Regions from separate parts of the Mus musculus genome. Here region 2 is linked to region 1. The links are chromatin contacts, called in public HiCAR-type maps. All regions are on one chromosome and are shown on one strand. Each heading gives the region's core, a stretch centred on a gene start, on an enhancer-like site or on the middle of the called end of the contact. The rest is flanking DNA. Distances are from core to core; before and after follow the strand shown.

What was found. HiCAR-type assays count read pairs that join an accessible place to other places.
Region 2: a HiCAR-type map of fibro-adipogenic progenitors shows a contact between it and region 1, with 5 times the contacts expected there. The contact joins two enhancer-like sites. A contact is called at or near these places in 1 of 15 datasets of contacts at CTCF or cohesin (large pre-B cells), 6 of 484 Hi-C or Micro-C datasets (bone marrow-derived macrophages, cerebral cortex, embryonic stem cells and 3 more), 1 of 115 datasets of contacts at active chromatin or transcription factors (fibro-adipogenic progenitors) and 2 of 9 other capture datasets (embryonic tail and embryonic trunk).

The regions. Positions count from the first base shown.
Region 1 is chr6:53,458,892-53,466,031 of GRCm38.p6, reverse strand. All of the region lies in intron 5 of Creb5 (cAMP responsive element binding protein 5), which reads right to left. Among named protein-coding and RNA genes, the nearest start is that of Gm38815, 9.1 kb to the left of the region's middle. Within about 2 kb of position 3,966, at least 29 of the 459 cell types and tissues checked have an H3K27ac peak or open chromatin away from gene starts, as enhancers often do. A contact at or near this core is called in fibro-adipogenic progenitors, where this site is marked.
Region 2 is chr6:53,711,762-53,718,901 of GRCm38.p6, reverse strand. No RefSeq gene overlaps it. Among named protein-coding and RNA genes, the nearest start is that of Tril, 110 kb to the left of the region's middle. Within about 2 kb of position 3,816, at least 11 of the 459 cell types and tissues checked have an H3K27ac peak or open chromatin away from gene starts, as enhancers often do. A contact at or near this core is called in fibro-adipogenic progenitors, where this site is marked.

The DNA of each region.
Region 1 (7,140 bases), core at 2,717-5,216:
GTTGGGGAGGAAAGGGTTTATTCGGCTTACACTTCCATACTGCTGTTCATCACCAAAGGAAGTCAGGACTGGAACTCAAGCAGGTCAGGAAGCAGGAGCTGATGCAGAGGCCATGGAGGGATGTTCTTCATTGGCTTGCCTCAGCCTGCTCTCTTATAGAACCCAAGACAACCAGCCCAGAGATGGTCCCACCCACAAGGGGCCTTGCCCCCTTGATCACTAATTGAGAAAATGCCTTACAGTTGGATCTCATGGAGGCATTTCCTCAACTGAAGCTCCTTTCTCTGTGATAACTCCAGCTGTGTCAAGTTGACACAAAACTAGCCAATACAGCTGACCCCTTGTCAACTTGACACACAAACACATCACTAGTAAGCCTCAACCCTTACATTCTTATTCATCCCCAAGGTCTAAATAACTTAAAATGTCCCACAGTCTTTACATATTCTTAAAATTTCAATCTCTTTAAAATATCCATCTCTTTTAAAAATCCAAAGTCTTTTTAAATTAAAAGTCTCTTAACTGTGGGCATCACTAAAACAGTTTCTTCCTTCAAGAGGGAAAATATCAGGGCACAGTCACAATCAAAAGCAAAAATCAATCTCCAACCGTCCAATGTCTGGGATCCAACTCACGATCTTCTGGGCTCCTCCAAGGGCTTGGGTCACTTCTCCAGCCATGCCCTTTGTAGCACACGCGTCATCCTCTAGGCTCCAGATGCCTCTACTCCACTGCTGCTGCTGCTCTTGGTGGTCATCTCATGGTACTGGCATCTCCAAAACACTGCATGACCCCTTCAGTCCTGGGCCATCAATTGCAACTGAGGCTGCACTTTCACCAATGGCCTTCCATGGCCTCTCACAGTGCCAAGCCTCAGCTGCTCTGCTCAACTCCTTCATGCCTTCAAAACCAGTACCACCTGGGTGACCCTTACACGTTACCAAGTCCAGCCAGAGCACAAGGTACAACTTTGGCTATATCTGGAACGCAGCCACTGTGCTCTCAGAAAACACTTCCCAGAAGATGTCACCTCAATGATGCTGGTCTCTTCTTAATCACCGCTAATTTCTTAGCTCCAGCTAACCAGCATCAAAAGTCCCAGTAATGCAAAGTTTTTGCTTTAGTAGTTCTGGTATCTTGTTAATCACAGCTGATTCTTCAGCCCCAGCTAACCAGAACTACAGAATCTTCACAATCAAAACAGCAATGGCCCTGAAAAGAGTCTTTAATTTTCCCTCTGAAATTTCACAAACCAGACCTCCATCTTCTGCAGTGTTCTCAACATTATCTTCCAAGCTCCTACACAACATCTGACAGAGCTCTTAACAATGGATGGATCTTCAAGCCCAAAGTTCCAAAGTCCTTCCACAGTCCTCCCCAGAACATGGTCAGGTTGTCACAGGAATACCCCACTCTGCTGGTACCAATTTGTCTTAGTCAGGGTTTCTATTCCTGCACAAACATCATGACCAAGAAGCAAGTTGGGGAGGAAAGGGTTTATTCGGCTTACACTTCCATACTGCTGTTCATCACCAAAGGAAGTCAGGACTGGAACTCAAGCAGGTCAGGAAGCAGGAGCTGATGCAGAGGCCATGGAGGGATGTTCTTCATTGGCTTGCCTCAGCCTGCTCTCTTATAGAACCCAAGACAACCAGCCCAGAGATGGTCCCACCCACAAGGGGCCTTGCCCCCTTGATCACTAATTGAGAAAATGCCTTACAGTTGGATCTCATGGAGGCATTTCCTCAACTGAAGCTCCTTTCTCTGTGATAACTCCAGCTGTGTCAAGTTGACACAAAACTAGCCAATACACTATCTGTGCTACTTCTGCACCAATATAATCCTTCCATGTGAAACAGAGAATATTCCAGTTACATAAAACCTCAGTATCACATAAGGGGGTTGGCTCCATTCTGAGCACCAAGTCACTCAGGGTGTCTGAGGCCAAATCAGGGTCTCAGGGGGTGCCTTCATTTCAACCCAAGGTGGACAGACTTAACTCTTCTTACAAGAACTTGGCCTATTACCTTGCTCTAGAGTCCACAGCTCCTTGGAACATCCTTGGGTACTCAAACAAAGCTAGACAGGCACTGGTAGAGCAAGGTGACAGAAAAATAGAAGAAAAGGCATTTCTGGCATGGGGAAAGCAGCGTATTCTCCATTGAAGTGTAACCAGTGGGGGCCTGGGCTGAGCTGGCCCTGGTTTTATAACCTCTCCACACATGTGCACAGTCAGGGCTAAATTTAAAACCTATACCGTGAACCTTAGGAAAATAAACCACATTAAACATGCACAAATTGAAAATATTACACAAGAGATTTCACAGGAAATTGGTCCAAATTTAGCTTTGCTCTTTATGTATTTAAGCCTCTTATGCATTGCTCAGAACTTTCTATCAGAATTCTAGTTTTCCCTGCCCCCACCTCAGTCCCCTCCGGCTCTGCAACGGGCTGCTTAGTTTTACAAAACTTACTATTATTATTTTTTTAACTTCCAAAGAATCCTGCTGTACTTTCATCAAACAGTGTGCTGGCTGATGAGTCATAGCATTAGTGGGAGGGGTGGGTGTCTCCATGAGAGGGCCACACTGATCCCCTAGACGGACTGCTTCTCCCTTAACATATGTGTGAACCTATACAAGGCATCCAGAACAGATAGACTGACAGTTTGGGAAATCTCCTTTCTCTTATTATATAGCCATTGTGATAAATACCATCTCCATGGTTTATAGTCTCGCATTTATTTCCTCTCTCCTATACGTTTCTTTTTGTTCTTAATCTTGGATTGTCATTCTCTGAACCTCCCCCAAGTGCCCCCTCTGGAGTGAAGTCATGCATAGGTAAATAAATAAACTACTCCGATGCTAAGGGTTTAACAACCCAGCTCTTACAATGACATGCATCTTATCGTGGCAGGTCACAGAGCCAGAGCTGGACCACCCTTTCCCCCTCAGCTCTGGTTTTCTGCCATCAGTGGTGACTGTGGGGTGCTGCCAGGGCATGCCAGTCTGTAGCCCCAGGAGCTCAGCAATTGCCAGGTGACAAAGTGTGCCAAACCGAAGAGTGGTTTTGGGGGTGGGGGGACAGACACACATGGCCCGAGGACATGCTGGGAGGTGCCACTCTTTCCCAATTGTTGCGGCCAGCCAGGACTTGATTATTACTGGCGCTTTCTTACAAACCACTTTTCGGAGCCTTATTAAATTAGAGCTTGTTTTCTATTTAGGTTGGAATTTTTTAAATGATTTTTGAAACCTGAAATTCATGGTGTGTGCCTGCTTCTCTTTACTATGCCAAAAGAACACGGTCGATGGTGAATGTGATTACAGTTATCCTGGTCCCTTCCTTTCCTTCCCTCCGATAATTCTCTACTTCTTATGAGAATTACAAGGCTCAGGAAGAGGGAATACGTCAGGCAAATGTGCAGTGCTAGACTGCAGTCAGAGAGCACAGCGGATACGGGGTGTCTGGGAGTCTGGAGAGCTGGCAGGGAAAATTACCCTATTGTAAAGAAACTTGCAGAAGGTTCCCTTATTCCTATGACTGTATTCCTCTAGTTTTTATTTTAGAAAAATTGAAAGAACACCCTGGATTCCTGCCAGTGCTGTTGGCTAACCTGGGGAACAACATCTGCCCCTCCTTTATCCACTGATAAGGGCAGGCATCACATATGCCCAGGGGTCTTGCACCAGGACTCCAAGAGGAACATGTGTTTGGAAGACACCCAGGCAGAGTTCTGTCCAGAAAGGGTGAGGACCACAAGCTGAGTCAATGGTTTGGCAAGGAGAATGACTTCAATTTTCTGGCTCATTAAAAGTATTATGGAAATCAAGGTGACATCATGATCTGATGAGCCTATTAAGGGAAGGATCATGTGGATCCGAAAACTGCAAAGTCCTAAAGATAGGCACGCTCAAACGAGCCCACAAACAAGGAGGCTGAGACAAGAAAAGCAATTTGTTTACATACCACGGAAAAGTTAAGTAACTTCCCTGATTGCAAACATTTGTTTTCAAGTGTCAGGAACGCCATGAACCCGGAACTTGAAATCCCCACCCTGTGATTGACAGCCTTGCAAACTCTGTGTCTCTTTGTTCCTAACACTAAGCCCTACTCAGGGTCTCACTCTGGGGAGTGTCTCCTGTTCCATTCACCTACCACACAATCCTGCTGCTAGTGTGCTGGTGTTTTATGGACCTTACAGCCTATTAGATGGCTTGGAGCATACAGATGCAATGATTTTTCCCCTTTAAATCACCTAGTCCTAGAAGGAGGTAGAAGGAGACTTTGAAAGGAGCCAAGAAGAAACTACAGGATCAAAAAAAAAAAAAAAAATCAGTGTCACCACTTAAGCTACTCCCCTTTCTTCCCTTTTCAAGATGACGTGAGTGGGGTACAGCAGTTCTAACTGCGCACCCGGCCTGCAGGAGAACAGGAGGAAGACCCAGTGTAACCAACCTCTACAATTCCATTCAGTACTTTTCGGAAAAAAAAAACATAATTATACACACATGCATCTACAAATGCAGGCTTTCCTGACCAAACATAAGCACACGCAGATTAAAATCAAAGCCCACCCTGGGCTGCCCTTCATAGCCATCTCTCATGGCCTCCCTTGTGACCAAGCAGTGAAGTATTCAAGACTGTATGACAGGGTTACTGCAAACTTCCAGAAGGCTCAGTTCAAAAATGCCCAACCTGTTTGAGATACTGACCTTCCCTCCTTTGCAAATTATAGGGCAGATAGCTCAAGACACAACAAGCACGCTCTTCAGCGTGCGACTGTTAGCACTTGTGGCTGAAGAACAGGCATGTAACAGTTAGCACTGTGGCTGAAAAAACACACGGCTGAAGAACCCCCCTTGTTCACCTCAGGGCGGACTGTCTTCCACCGTGTGGATGTGCAGTCCTAGTCCTGAGAAAGCTGGGAGTCTACTAAGTTCTTCTCTGAGAAGATGTCAACAATGGCCCTTCCTGGTTTGAAAAGGCCTCCTCATTCCCTTCCATAGCCATGGAAACTCAGAGTGTGTCACCAAAGAGGTCCTGGCTACAGGACAGTCATTCTGTAGAATATAGTCTTGTTCTGGTTCTTAGTTTGCCTTTTTATTTTTCCTCTTAATACTTTTATCCCCACATCTGTTATAGCTCAATAAAAGGAGAGTGGGGTGGTAGATCTTTTACCACAGTTCTCTTGCCAAGGTAGACAGCTCCATAAGCCATGGAGGCATGCGTATTAGTTCCTGAAGCTTCGCTAACATAACAAATTACCAGACTGGATGCCTTAGAAACAACAGCAATGTGTTTGGTTTGGGAGGCTAGAAGTCTGACATGGCGGTGCTGCCCAGCTTTTTCTTCTGGAGTTCTGAGGCAGAACATGTGTGTGCCTTAACCCTAGCCTTGAATACTCCCCATAGTCCTCTGCATTCCAAGGTCTTCAACTGTACCAGCTCAGTGTCTGTCTGTGTAGTCACATGATACATTCCCCTGTGATTCGGTTCCTCCACCTCCACATAAGGAGTCCAGTTGTTGAATTTTGGACCCATCCAAGTCCATGTCTTAACTTGAATTACATCTTAAGTCAGGGGTCATTTATATGTGCCAGGCATTAGGACTAGAGTGTGTCTTCTGGAAGAACACCTCTCAGTTCGTAACCACACACATCCAATGGTCAAGATTCACAAACAAGCCAGTCTTGCCTCTGAGATGACAACTCACTGAGCCTACGAACAAGGCTGTCCTGGGGTATGGTACAGTATAGGATGATTCTATGGAAGTGGCCATACTATAGCCCTTGAGCTTAGGGGAAGGCCATACTGTTGGGGAAGCAAAACTATAGAGAAAGAGGAAATGGTAGTGAAATACTGGAGGATTAAATCAAAACTGAGACAGTGGAGGCTCACAGAGGAGGCAGGATACAACACTCTCAGTCCGTGCCTTCTGCCCTCTCTGCCTAGCCATGTTACTCCTGCTGTCCTGACTCACAGGGTGAGGTGCAATGAGGCTCTCACTTTTGTGGTGACACTAAGACACACGGGCTCTGGTGGGATTTCTGTTTGTCTTCCCTCTGCTGTTTAGCACTCTCTACATGCTAAATGCTCTGCCTTACACAGGCTTCCAGTCACGTTGGAAACCTTAGGTTTCTACTCCAAGTTCTTCCACTTTCCACGGGTGATGGTCTCATCACAGCTCCAGGAAAGTGGTCTTGAGGATGGCGCCTGAGTCATGTTAACTGCAAACTCACACTTAACATTGTAATAGAAAGAGTGGGAGCAGAAAAAAAAAACGCTTAAAATTCTGTACTTTTCAAACTATTTTCTTTCTAGAGAACCCATTATTTCATGGAATTCTTCTAGGGAAAAAATAACAACAAAATTATCAAATGTGGATCTGCTATGGTTGAAATGGGGTCTGGAACACAGGTGTCTGGCCTGCCTAGGCGCCCTCCTGGCCTTTATCCTTGAGATCCTGAGCAGATTAGATCATGCCCAGTTGACTTAAAGTGCCCATAGTCCAATTATCAAACTTAATGTTGTGTCATGTAGATATCACTTTATAATATTCTGGAGTCTACTTTAAAAAATTATTCATTTATTTATTTATTGTCAGTCTGTTTTTATTTAAATGAGAAATGTCTCTGTGTGACTGAGAAAACAAGAGATTTCCTATCACCAGGCTGTATTTGTGCCGGCCCTCTTCTGTCTCTGGCTCTGCCAGTTAACTTGCCTTGAGCCCCTGACAGTACCCCGTGGTTTCCTCTACCTGCTAAAATCCATGCATCCACCTAATTTCAAAGACACTAACAATACCTTGAACCTCTTTTTCACTGAACAAGTGGAGGACAGGGCCTAAAATTAAGTCAATTAATAGAAAGAAATTTAATAAAGGAAAAAAATCAGACCCATCGCCATAAAAAAGCAATTTAAGAACTAGACTTTGGAAAGTTCCCAGCTTTCTAGAGAAACCCTCACGAGAACATGAAGGGGAAGATACTTTCTATGCAAAAGTCTTTAAAAGCAAGTCCTTCTTGCTGCCAGGCCAAAGAGGATTCCATTCCATAAGGCATTTGGGTTAAGTCGGAACTGACCAAGGACTGATCTGAACAATGCACACTCCCTGTGATTATGAACAAAGGATTCTCCC
Region 2 (7,140 bases), core at 2,567-5,066, 250 kb before region 1:
GAATGTTGCATGCTCGCCTCCTCTAACCCCTTATTCACAAAGATCTGGAAGATGACGACTATGTATGGCAGCTGTAAGAGACTGTTTAGTTGCTTCCTTGATGGTGAGATAGGGTCTGTGAAGGCGTATAACCTATGGCTTACTCTTTGATCTCTCTTCACCTATGGAAAACTGAAAGCGGTTAAAGAGCAATGTGGAGCCACACACTTGTTCTCAGTTGTTGAACTCACTGCCGTTAGCTAATGAGGAACCTGTGCAGGGCGTCTGACCCTCTGGAGCTTCCCGAGGCTCTTTCCTTGCAAAACTATCACCTCTGCAAATGGAAAGTAACTCAATGATGGCAGAGACTAATACTCACTAAGACTCTACTATGAAAAGGGTGATAGACTAGAGACTCCGTGCATAGGATAGGATCATTTCAAGTGGGAGTGACTCGAATTGATTGCCATGAAAAGAAACGATCAATGAGTTCGGATCATTGACTCCAAAAGCAAAGCATGTAAAGGAACCAGTCTCTGGGTAAGATGTCTTTGATCACAGCTCCCCTAACATTCCCCATGTCTGTTTAAACTTTGTTAATTATATCTGACATTTTAGCACATGCTACTCTTACAGACTAATCAAGGGAAAGAAAGAAAAAAAAATGTAGCTCAAAGCCTGAGAAGAATGCAGTTGTATTAGTTTTAAGAATGAAAAGAACACTGTTCATATGATGACGTCCAAGGCCGTTTGGCAGAAGGACCATTGATAACTTCCATTAGCAAGCAGTAGCTTTATGTGCATTCGAGCCTCGTGCTATCTGGTCATTCGATAATAATTATCAAAGAATGTGCTTATTAATCACGTGGCTGTGCACGGAGTGGGTGTCCACAGAGAGTAAGAAGCGAGCTGTGTGTCCTCTCAGGAAATGAAGTGTTCACCCTGACATTCAGCCAACGGGATGCTTAATGCATCTATCATAATTACCGACACTCAAAAAGGCAATTTTCACTCATCTCAAAAGACTTTATAAATTCTGAATTTGTAGGGTTTTCGTTAATAAGGTATTTCTATAATATTTCCAAAAACTATTTACTCTGAAAAAATGTTTAGAACACCGATGTGGCGCACTGATGTTTCACTAGTGGTCTGCAGTTCAACAGGCCTTTGCCATTTACAAGGGATATTCTGCATGCTTCCTCTATAGAAGTGCCTTCAAGGACCAAGGCCTTTTTGATTATAGAAGGATCTTATTGTTGGAAGAAATAATGAGCCAATACAATTCAGAAATGTGCACAACATCAGTTTTAGGGAAAATATATTCAATAAAAACATAAATCTTTCCTTTTTAAGGTTTATTTATTTATGTATTATATGTGTACAGCTGTCTTGTCTATGTTTATATCTGCACACCCGAACAGGGCATCAGATCTCATGGGACTACAGCGGCTACAGATGCCTGTGAGCTGCCATGTGGGTGTTGGGATTTGAACTCAGGACCTCTGTAACAGCAGCCAGTGCTCTTAACTACTAAGCCATCACTCTAGCCCAGATTTCTTCCTTTAAAAAACATTTGCTTATTATTTTCATTTATGTGTGTGTGCTTGCATATGTTTATGTGCACCACAGGTGTGTAAGTGCCTGTGGAGGCCAGAGGTCGGCAGATGACCTGCACTGGAGTTCCAGACAGTTGTGAGTTGCCTTCTGTGTATGCTGAGAATGGACCTGGGTCCTCTTCAAGAGCAGTACATGTCCTTCAGCTTGGCGCCGCCTCTCCAGCCCCAACATATTTCTTTTTAATGTAAAGTAATGGGTGTTCCAAATTAAAATTCAAGTCATACCACATAGAAAATTGTAGAGTGTATTAAATATCCCTGATAATTCTGCCTAGCATGCAAGAATAGTCATTTACCAAGAATAGCCAGTTACCACTTTTACATATATCAGTCCAAACAGATTTTATGTATAATATATGTATATATTTTGCACATTCACTATACATATGTTGTATTTATATAAATTATATATATTATTTTGTATACATTTTGTATATATTTTGTAATAAATATACATATATACATATTTTTTAAAAATAGCAAAGTATGTGTACATACCACAGATTCTTAAAGTATGGGGGTATAACCTCCTGGGCCATGTAATAGAATATTGGGTGTTGTAAAAATTTTGGCAACACTAAGAGCTTTCTAAAGGCAAAAAAATGAAAATTAATGTTAAATCAAACAAGTAATGAGTCTAGGGTGTTTTTGGCAGTGTGGACAGTTCACATCCCATGATTTCACTGAAGACCAAGCTATCAACATACAACATGCGCACTAATCCTGTTGTCACACTGCACGAAGTGAAGCAACATTGCTTAAAACACCGTGGCTCAGAAGCAAGGCCGTTTCTCATTATGACTTGCAGGGTTTTTACTGTCTATGTAAAGTGTTGTGCTCATATGAACATAATAGTTTAGTTATGGAAAAGAAACTCTGTTAGTATTTTCTATTATCAGTATTCAGGGTGGAAGAAGTACATCCCTGCCCAGCAAGAACCAGTTAGAAAGCGGTTCCCGCAGCCACCAAGAGCCTATCTGGCATCACGTCTTTACACTGCTTGGCTAGCTTGTTTCTAAAGGGTCTGCGCAAATTGTTCTAAAGTAAACTTGGTTTCTTTAGCTAATATTTTAAGTGTGAGGGAAAGAACTTAAACAAATATGTGGATTTTTGTTACATTCCTCATGAGTTAGGGAAGTAGAACACACCACTCTCCAGCCGCACATCAGATGCCAGGCAGTCTGGACCACAGTTAGAGCGTCTATTGGAGGCTATTACTGCTGCAAGAAAATCCTGTTCCTAGACCAAGTTTGGGCAGCGACACCGAAGTTTACGAAGCTCATTTGCTCAACTCTTCCTTACTGAAATAACGGGCTTGAGTGTGATTATTGTTCTGTAGATTCAAATCACTATTGCTTAAAAACAAGAGAGCCACGGGAGGATAGCAAAATCGCCGGTTTGCGCTTCATCCTTTCTGATCACGCTCTGTCCCAGGAGCCGTGGGTTTGCAGTTTTCATCTCCCCTGCAGTTTATCTACTGCACTCGGAAAGAAAGACCGACTTTGTTTATAAATTTCTAAGAAGTTAAAACCACTAAGATCCACTCCTAGTGTTGCATATCACTAGCAGTATACAAAAGGAGATGAACCCTCTTAACGAAATCTCTCAGCAAGTTCTAGAAAGAAAAATTAGTTCGCTGGTCCCCAAGTGCAGACTGATGGAGGTGATTCTAGTGTTGGCATGGAATTTTCTTCTTTCTTTGAAATTTCCAGTTATAGGCTGGGCTACAACCCTTCGTCCTACATGAAAACACAGCTTTATTGTGGGTAGGAACAAGCCAATCGCTGTTAGCTGCTCTGTCTCCCTTTGCAATCCACGGGGTAAGAAGGCTACATCATGAGAGAGATGACTACAGAGCTGGTTGCCCAAATAGCTTTTTCCCCTGTCATGTTTTGATGGTTCCCGCCTGTTTTCCTAAGGCAGAAGAAGATGGGTTGAGCCTCTTGGGGGGGGGGGGGTTACTGTTTCTTTCCTGAGATGCTCAGTAGAGATGATGAACATGGGCCAGGGTGGGAAGCAGGGAGGACCCGGCTGAAATTTTGGCAAGGGCCGCAGAGTGGGCCCCACCTAAACACTGACAGAACACACGGTCCTGGTCCAAGCTGTTCCACAGATGTGAGCTGGGTGCCTCCCAGCTCCAGCTGATGTGGCTTAGTAGATGAAGTGGCATTTTCCCCTTAGGAGTCTCCAATGCTGAAATCCTCTCAGGGGATTGGCTGCTTATGATAACGCGTGCTTGAAGATAGCCCTCCACGCCCGTCTTTGGGTGACCTCATAGGCAAGAGGCAGAGTGGCCTCTGAAGGAAACTTGCAGAGTGGAGACTCCCGGGTGGGCGAGGTTCCCTTCCTGGTTTGGTAATCCTTATGACCCCACAGGGTATGGAGAGTGGTGTGAGGGTCTGGTCTCACACAGCTGTCGGGTGGGAAAGAGGGAACTGAGGCAGGAGGCGAGACTGCTGGCTCAGATATTTATTAGTTCACTGAGCAACTGCTGAGTGACAGGGGCTCCTCGCTCCCAGCAGGCGGCCATTCATGGAACATATTTTTAACGTGAATCGCAAGAGAATTAACAAAAATATGAAATGGCTAATTAGACTGCCATCTCACAAAGGCCCTGCCTGATGACAAGTTTCTTGGTCGGTCTCACCGGTTGCTGGTTTCCAAGCAGAATGAAGTCAGAGGCCATGAATCCTGGTCTCAGGCGGGGCCGCGGGGTGAGGGTTGCGGGGAAGAAGGGGATAAGGGTGGATATTCAGCAGGCCTTAATGTATTCCTAATGTGTTGGTGAGGTAAGCGTCTTCTAGAAGCCTCTGGGGTGGGGGCTGGGGAGGGCACCTCAGTTTGAGGTGGGAGCAGTGGTCTAGACACACAGAGTAATTCTAGAGAATCTGTTCTTTGTGCGACCAGTGGCAGAGTGGCCAGAAGGCTTTCTGGGAGATTTTAAACTCAGGAGCTGGTAACCCAGTTCTCGAGATCAGAAGAAGGATAGAAACTCGACTCTATTCGTTTGTGTAGGACTCACTATATCCCTGAAGGGTATACGAAAAATAAGTAAAATAAGGCTTTCTTCATTGTTTGATGGTTTATACTGCAGTTTCCCCATATTTAGAAGCAGAGTCCATGAAAGGCAGCATTGCTGGGTCATACTGAAGACTCTATAAGCTAAGCTTGGAAAGGATTTACAATATTCGTCTGTAACCTCATCTCACAAAAAGGAAGGAAGGAAGGAAGGAAGGAAGGAAGGAAGGAAGGAAGGAAGGAAAGAGAAAGAAAGAAAGAAAGGAAGGAAGGAAGGAAGGAAGGAAGGAGAGAGAAAGAGAAAAGACAAGATGAAGAAAAAGTTCTGTCCTGGGAATGAATAGAAGAGAGCAGCAAGGCCCTTTCTTTCATCTTCACGCAGACAGGCAGGCTAGCAGCCTAAGTCTAAGTAGGACTGGGGTTTTGGCAGCACCAGAACCCCAGATACTTCGGTAACCATTTTGCCATACAAACTACACAAAGTTTAGGGGCTCCAACGGTCATTGGTCTCCAAGAACAAAAGGCAGATCACCGCTGAGCCAGGTTCTATTTATCTCTAAGACTATTTACGTATTCATCTATTTAATTGTCCAGTGCCAGAAACAGAGTAGAATGAAATTGTTAACTCTTTCTGGGCAAGTGCTCTCCCACTGAACTCGGCCACACTGCTTTTGAGTTCCCTCCCCCCCTCCTCTCCCCTTCCTTCTTTCCTTTTGTGGGATGAGAGATCAAGCCCAGGGCCTTGTAGATTAAGAAACACGCATGCTGCCAGTTACACCCTTTCCCCTTCTCCTTAAGCTCAGTTACACGATGCCAACGGACTGACTCGGTGAATACGCGCCACTCCCACTCGGAGCAGAACTTGCCCGGAAACTCAGTCACATCCTACAGATACAGGAGTTAAGAACCAGCCACTCACTGTTGCCCTCAAGGGGAGGGAACATTTCATTCTGTACAAGTCAACTTACAGAGCTTGTACTTTCAAATGCAGAGAGCTGGGGATGAGGAAGCTATAAAACCACAGGAGGCAATGCTGTTCTCCTTTGCAGAAATGGTGATTTCTGTCTCTGTGGCTCCCTGACAGCAGCTCCTCTATGAATGTGACTGTTGGTCTGCGTGGACCTGAATGGTTTTCTATTGTTCAGGCCCCTGATGTGCAGACGCTTATAAGAATCGATCAGTAGGTTAGTCAATCAATCAATCAATCAATCAATATCAAGTCATCCACCCATCTTTCTATAAACAAAGCTAAGGATCGAGGAAGACACTGCCCAAGCCTGGCTTGATGAGGACTGTTATCCTCCGGCAAGCAGCAATGGTTCTGCTGTAGAGCATAAAAGAATGGTTTACTGTCCCACTTTTCAGATCCTACTCATCTGTCAGACAGGAAGCACACGCAGATTTCTCTAAATATATTTTACCAGTGACAGAAAATCTGAAAGTTAAAGCCAGGAAGGTGTTTTCCATGTTTCCTTCAGCATAGGAGTCCACAGGAACATTCAACATCGAAGCTTTGTGAATAGTGTTGGATGCTTATTAAAAATAAGGGACATAGATGACCAGCGTCTTGAGCAGCTCTTGCCAGTAAAGGGTTAGGGCTGTTCTGGTTCTAGAACCCACGTCTCAGGAAGGAACCATCCGAGATAACACAGAAAAAAAGAATTCTGTTTCTTGTCTAACAACTTAAAATCCCCATTCTCTGCCTTTCTCCTTAAATCTCAAAGTTGGTTTCGCTGAGGTTTTCTTGTAAAATTTTAGGGCTTTAATTGCATTTCTGCGGCGAGTCACCTTTGAGCTTTCTGTACTTTCTACATCAAGAAGTGTCTTTGCTGTAACGAGGAAAATATAGACAGATGTTTGCTCTTATCTAGACTGAGAACAGTTCGGAGGGCCCAGACTAAATGGGAAGGTGGCCTTGTGCTCTGAGCCTGTAACCAGGAACTATGGCCTATCAACAGAGTCTAATGGAATGGTCAACACAGAAAGCTCCTTTTAACCTCTGTAGCACTTAACATGATTGTCCAGTAAAATATTAGCCCCAAGGCCACTACTGAGTGGGAGGTCAGAAAAACTGGCTAATTTGGGACCCACTGGATTGCATGAGCCATAGCATCATTGAGATTAATGCAAGTCAAGGAGCCTCATGTCAGGGATGTGAGCATGTCAGGGATGTGAGCATGTCAGGGATGTGTGCATGTCAGGGATGTGAGCATGTCAGGGATGTGAGCATGTCAGGGATGTGAGCATGTCAGGGATGTGTGCATGTCAGGGATGTGTGCATGTCAGGGATGTGTGCGTGTCAGGGATGTGTGCATGTCAGGGATGTGTGCGTGTCAGGGATGTGTGCATGTCAGGGATGTGTGCGTGTCAGGGATGTGTGCATATCAGGGATGTGTGCATGACAGGGATGTGTGAATGTCAGGAATGTGTGCATGTCAGGGATGTATGCATGTCAGGGATGTGTGCATGTGTCCTAGGGTGGAGAGCTCTTAGACTCCTGGATCAATTATTTTCTTCCAGGACAAGG